Regions from separate parts of the Mus musculus genome. Here region 2 is linked to region 1. Evidence: chromatin contacts called from public HiChIP or PLAC-seq data. All regions are on one chromosome and are shown on one strand. Each heading gives the region's core, a stretch centred on a gene start, on an enhancer-like site or on the middle of the called end of the contact. The rest is flanking DNA. Distances are from core to core; before and after follow the strand shown. Region 1 holds the start of Heatr6 (HEAT repeat containing 6). Region 2 overlaps Tada2a (transcriptional adaptor 2A).

Region 1 (2,700 bases), core at 28-2,527:
TGTGCAAAATAGCCAAGTATATAAATAAAAAGCTCCCTTAATTTCACTTAGTTCCACTCTGCTCCCTTATCCGTGGTGAGCTGCTCGGGATTCTTTTCCCCTTTACATCCTTAAGCCCCATATTTTTCTCTTACTGTTTGGCCGCTTGCTTCTGCCATTTGCCAATATACATAGAAAATCTCTGATTATGCGTACACTTGTATGCGTTTTGTTTGTTTTTTGTTTTTGTTTTTCCAATAGCAGACTCTGGCAAAGAATAGTCTGGAATGGGGCTAGAATAGAGGAAGATCAGTGAGAGACTAGGGAGAGAAGAGTGTGAACTGAGAAACATGTTTGAGACAGACTGAAGAATTTTAATCCAACAGGCTCCAGGGTAAAGAAAAGAAGCAGTGTGCATGCCTTGTGTGTATTTGGGGTGGGGTAGGGTAGAATGAATAGGGGATTAGGAGTATGGGAGACAATGTATTCATCTATACGAGCTATCAAGTTTGAGATGCTCGCAGGTAGGACTGGCTCAGGGGTTCTGGGAATCAGTGATATACAAGAGCGGATGTGTATGAATGAGATGATCCTGACAGGAGAAGTGGAAGCAAACGAGAGCTAGTGCCGAAACAAAACAGAAAATACAGGCCTTACGACAAATTTAGGTTCCAATCTAGCTCTGCCATTTGCCCAAACCGTGACGCTGGATCTCTTGTGAGCTTCAGTGCGTACATCAGCGAAATCAACTAAGACTACCCTCGCTCCGACATTCCCGGAGTCGCTCACCAGGGATGGCAGCTGAGGGCGTCAGAGCAGAAGCCTTTGAAAAGATGCTGGCTTGCAAGCTTTCAGATGGAGGGCAGAGAGATATGGCACGGACCGAGGGAGAAAGCCAGCCTGGAACTAAGTCATCCGGGACGTGGGTGAGAGCCGGAGGGGCCGGAGGGAGGAACCAGCCGTTGTCCGGGCAGGATGAGGCGCGCCGCCTACCTCGGGGGCCACGCCGCCGCCCTCGCTGTAGTTCTCGGAGATGAGCTGGTCGAAGAGCAGGTGAATCTCCATGCGGGACACGGTGCTGTCATCCGGCTGCAGCGCGCGGAGCCTGGCAGACAAGCGGCGGAACCCATCGTCCTGCTCCGGCGACAGTTCCCGCGGGGCCTCTCGCGGCTGCCCACAAGGAAGAGAGGCGGCGACCTGCACCGCCGCCATTTTTCCTCCGTGAGAAAGCCTGGGAAATACTTCCGGGGCACCGCTTGGGGCAGGGCCTGGGTGTGTGCTCCAGTTCCGGAAAGCCATCATTTGAACTGTAGGTTGCAAGTCGTTCTGTGATTAGGATAGGTAAAAGGCAGCAGAAATAAGGCCACCCACCACCCCTTACCCTCTCAGAAAGTTTGCTCTTGGGCAGGGCTGACGTTGCTAGAGTTTCAGATTCTGGCTGGAGTTGGAGAGCACTCTTCTACATGGCAGTGACAGAAAAGTGAGCTATATGGCTTCCTTCTACTCTTGATGTTCTGATAGGACACAAGCTGGAGTTATCACAGAGAAAGGAGCTTCAGTTGGGGAAGTAAGTGCCTCCATGAGATCCAGCTGTGGAGCATTTTCTCAATTAGTGATCAAGGGAGAAGGGCCCCTTGTGGGTGGGACCATCTCTGGGCTGGTAGTCTTGGTTCTATAAGAGAGCAGGCTGAGCAAGCCAGAAGAAGCAAGCCAGTAAGTAACATCCCTCCATGTCCTCTGCATCAGCTCCTGCTTCCTGACCTGCTTGAGTTCCTGTCCTGACATCCTTTGGCGATCAACAGCAATGTGGAAATTGTAACCTGAATAAATCCTTTCCTCCCTGACTTGCTTCTTGGTCATGATGTTTGTGCAGGAATAGAAACCCTGACTAAGACAAAAACTTAACGTATTGACATTAGTAGCTTTTTCACGATTAGGATTAGATAACTGAGAGGAACAGTTTAAAGGAAGGAGGATTTATTATTATTATTATTATTATTATTATTAATTTTTTGGTGCACTATTTTAGGTGGTTTAAGGCTATGCTTGACTGAATCTGCTGCTTTGTAGTAAAGGAGAATGATCGTGACAGCAGGGGTATTTGGTTGAGGCTTCTCACCTAAAGCAACCAGGAAACAACAAGAAACATGTCAAGCCCAGGACAAAATACCCCGTTGACCTATCTCCTCCAGCATGGCCCCTTCTTCCCAAACAGTACAATCAACTATGGACCAGGGAGACGTGTCATATTCAAACCATAACAACCTCCAAGAAAATAACTCAAGAAGTGTTGAGACTTTTACATTAATGATTTATTAAAAGAAACAACTCCTTGTCCCACTCCACTGTGCTGCTTGTAATCTCCATACATGGCCTCCATTTTCAACTGTTTTCTTGGTCACAGAGCTCCAAACAGACACATTTTTTTTTCCAGGTAGAAGCTATAGGAAGAAATGAACAGTAATCAGGGAAGATGGCCTTTGAGAAAATTCTTTGTTGGAGAAATAGATATAAAAATTATACACGAGACCTGCTGTTTTGGGTACCTGGCTACTGCCCAGAGTGCAATGAGAAACATTAGATCTTGATGCTGGAAATCCATAGCACCATCAGAAAGCCAGAAAGCACTACAGGTGGGCTGGATAGATAAATACTCTGAACATGAACACTTTGGTGCTGGGGGCCAGCCCCGGTGGGGTCTTCTTTCTTGTTGGTTCTCCT
Region 2 (2,700 bases), core at 18-2,517, 350 kb before region 1:
GGGATGTGGCTGTCTCCAACTCCCCGAGAATTGTAAGTATGTGCCACCACGCCCAGCCTTTCTTTCAAGTGGGTTCAGGTTAAGAGCTTTACCGACTGATCTGTTTCCCCAGCTCCGCTTCCCATGTTAGAAATGGAGACAGCGTCTTACATAGCCTAGAGTCCCAAACTTGCCTTATAGCCAAGGAGAGTTTTGGGTTTTTTTTTTTTGGTTTTTCAAGACAGGGTTTCTCTATGTAGCCCTGGCTGTCCTGGAACTCACTCTGTTATCAGGCTGGCCTCGAACTCAGAAATCTGCCTGCCTCTGCCTCCCAAGTGCTGGGGTTAAAGGCATGCACCACCACCGCCCAACTTTTTTGTTTGTTTGTTTGGTTGGTTGGTTGGTGTTTTTTTTTTTTTTTTTTTTTTTTTTGGCAAGGATAGTTTTGAACTCCTGATTCTATGTCCAGCTCCTGGGTGCTGCATTTACTGGGATGTGTCACTTTCCTCCACACTGGAGACTGAGTGTTGTGAACTGTATGATACACAGATAACTGCTCTTAAAGAGACTATTTGGGAAGCACTGGAGATCAAGGGCGTGTCTTCCTGGCAGCACACTGTCAGTACCTTGTTTATGGCTCTGAGCTCTTTGAGTAGCCTTTCTGACAGCATAGCCATGGCTGACACATGCTGTCCCCAGCAATCTCTCAGAACAATAACTAAAGTAGTCCAAGAGCCCAAGAGACTCAGGAAGGAACAAGAAGGAACGTTTAAGCATACCTGGCACACGGAGGGGCACAGATTGGTGGGAATCGGGACATTGATTCAAGCTTGGGCTTGCTTCTGAGTCACTGTGGAATCCTGGGCAAGTCCTTGGAGTCCTGTTTCTTTGTGTCCCATATCAGTGAAGAATGACACCAATTAGTCAGGGTGTACATGTGTCCAGTGGATGATGGTGTGCAATGCAGGCTGGTGTTATTATTCCATACCATTGTACTTCTAATACAGCTGGGCATTAGCAACATTCCTTTCAGACTCCCTCACTCATAATACTGAAAGGAATTTGGGCTGATGCCAACAAGCTTTCTTTGTGTCACCCAAAGATTTGTGTTGATTCATGGAATTTATCCAATAAAGTCAGCTTTGTAGTCTATTATAGAGTCATGGGTGCAATAGAGTGATAGTTAATTACATTCCAAGTATACCAGAAGGTTCCTACCATGGGTCCAGGAAACGCATGTCCCGTACAGCAATGTCTGAGGAAAATAAGGAAGTTCTGTAGTCTCGTGAGTGGTACTGTCTCCTACCTTGTTGACATAAGCTATTGCTGGTGCAGAAAGAAACGAGGACTCATTAAGTCTCCAGTCTTGTGACACTGTGAGATTTCCAGGCAGATGCTTAGTGAGCCGGCCCACTAGGCTCACCTCTTTTTATCTGCGGAAAAAAATCTCTCTAAATATGTGGACAACCCCTTTCTTAAAATGTCCCAGGGTCCTAAACTTATGGGTGGATCGTCTTTCTGGTTATTGTCCTATAACCCAGGGAAGTGAAGGCACCAGGCACTGTGGGCTGAGTCAGGGTTTGCAAGGCTTCTCAGGGTTATATGCTAGCATAGTTTGCGCTCCCTCTGGCTGGTTGGTTTCAGACTAACTCTGTCGCCAAGGCTGACTTAGAACTTGCCCTGTGGATCAGGCTGTCCTGGAATCCTGCTGTGTCCGTCTGTTTTCACACACTGATACTTCACTCATGTGCCACCATGCCAAACATGCATGCCATCTCTCTGTGAAACTTCACTTCATCAAGGCTCCTCTGCCAGCCATGGACCCCCTTTATTCTCCACAGTGTATTTCTTCTATTTAAATTCCCAGCTTTTAGACCTTTAACTGTATACCAGAGGTCCAGCAGATCTTTCTGCATTCACTTGTTACTGTCTCTCATTTTATAGAAACCAGTTGTATATGCATAGGTAGAAATGCTATAATAATACTAACATTAATACTACTATTAATAGCTAAGATATATTTCATTTACTGTTTGCCAGGTGCCATTTTAAGTCCTTCACATATATGAATTTTTTTTCTATTGGAACAGGGTCTTGCTATGTAACCTAAGCTGCTCTCAAACTCTTTTTTTTCTGTTTTAGCCTACTGCATGGCTTATGGTATGCACCACTTCACTTAGCTCTGTGAAGTCATCTAATACTTACAAGACCCTCTGAGTTGAGAGTTACCATTATTTTGGCTTTACAGATGGAGAAACTGGAAATTATATACAAGCAGCAAGTAGCAGAACCATTCTCAAGTCTGTCCTTAGCATTGTACAATACCATCAAGATTTTGTTGGTTTTGAGGGTGTTTTGCGGGGGTAATTTATTTAGTTCTATGTGTGTGGTATGTGTGTGCATGTGTGTATGCCATGACACTAATATGGAGGTCAGAGGACAACTTGTAGGAGTTGGCTCTCTTCTTCCATCATGTGAATTTCAGGGATCAAAGTCAGATTGTCTGGTTTGGTGGTATGTGTCTTTATTACTGAACCATCTCAGTGGCCCCTCTTTTTCGTTTGTTTTTGTTTTGTTTTGTTTTTTTGGTTTTTTGTTTTGTTTTGTTTTGTTTTTTTGGTTTTTTGTTTGTTTGAGTTATGGTTTTACACTGTAGCGTAAGTTAGCCTCAAATTTAAAGCTGCTCTTCTGTGATGGCCTTCCGAGTGAGTGCTGGGATTA

Evidence for each region. HiChIP or PLAC-seq counts read pairs in DNA pulled down with a chosen protein or histone mark.
Region 2: an H3K4me3 HiChIP or PLAC-seq map of stem cell-derived neural progenitor cells shows a contact between it and region 1, with 2.7 times the contacts expected there. The contact joins the enhancer-like site here to the promoter of Heatr6 in region 1. A contact is called at or near these places in 3 of 39 promoter capture datasets (cranial neural crest and liver), 2 of 484 Hi-C or Micro-C datasets (epiblasts and nephron progenitors) and 2 of 115 datasets of contacts at active chromatin or transcription factors (pancreatic cancer cells and stem cell-derived neural progenitor cells).

What each region holds. Positions count from the first base shown.
Region 1 is chr11:83,752,214-83,754,913 of GRCm38.p6, reverse strand. It overlaps Heatr6 (HEAT repeat containing 6), which reads right to left and starts at 1,277. Exons shown (of 20, transcript NM_145432.3): 1 at 973-1,277. The coding sequence starts at 1,191. Wfdc21 (WAP four-disulfide core domain 21) reads right to left here. Exons shown (of 3, transcript NM_183249.2): 3 at 2,268-2,420.
Region 2 is chr11:84,099,693-84,102,392 of GRCm38.p6, reverse strand. All of the region lies in intron 8 of Tada2a (transcriptional adaptor 2A), which reads left to right. Among named protein-coding and RNA genes, the nearest start is that of Tada2a, 29 kb to the left of the region's middle. Within about 2 kb of position 1,267, at least 21 of the 459 cell types and tissues checked have an H3K27ac peak or open chromatin away from gene starts, as enhancers often do. A contact at or near this core is called in pancreatic cancer cells and stem cell-derived neural progenitor cells, where this site is marked.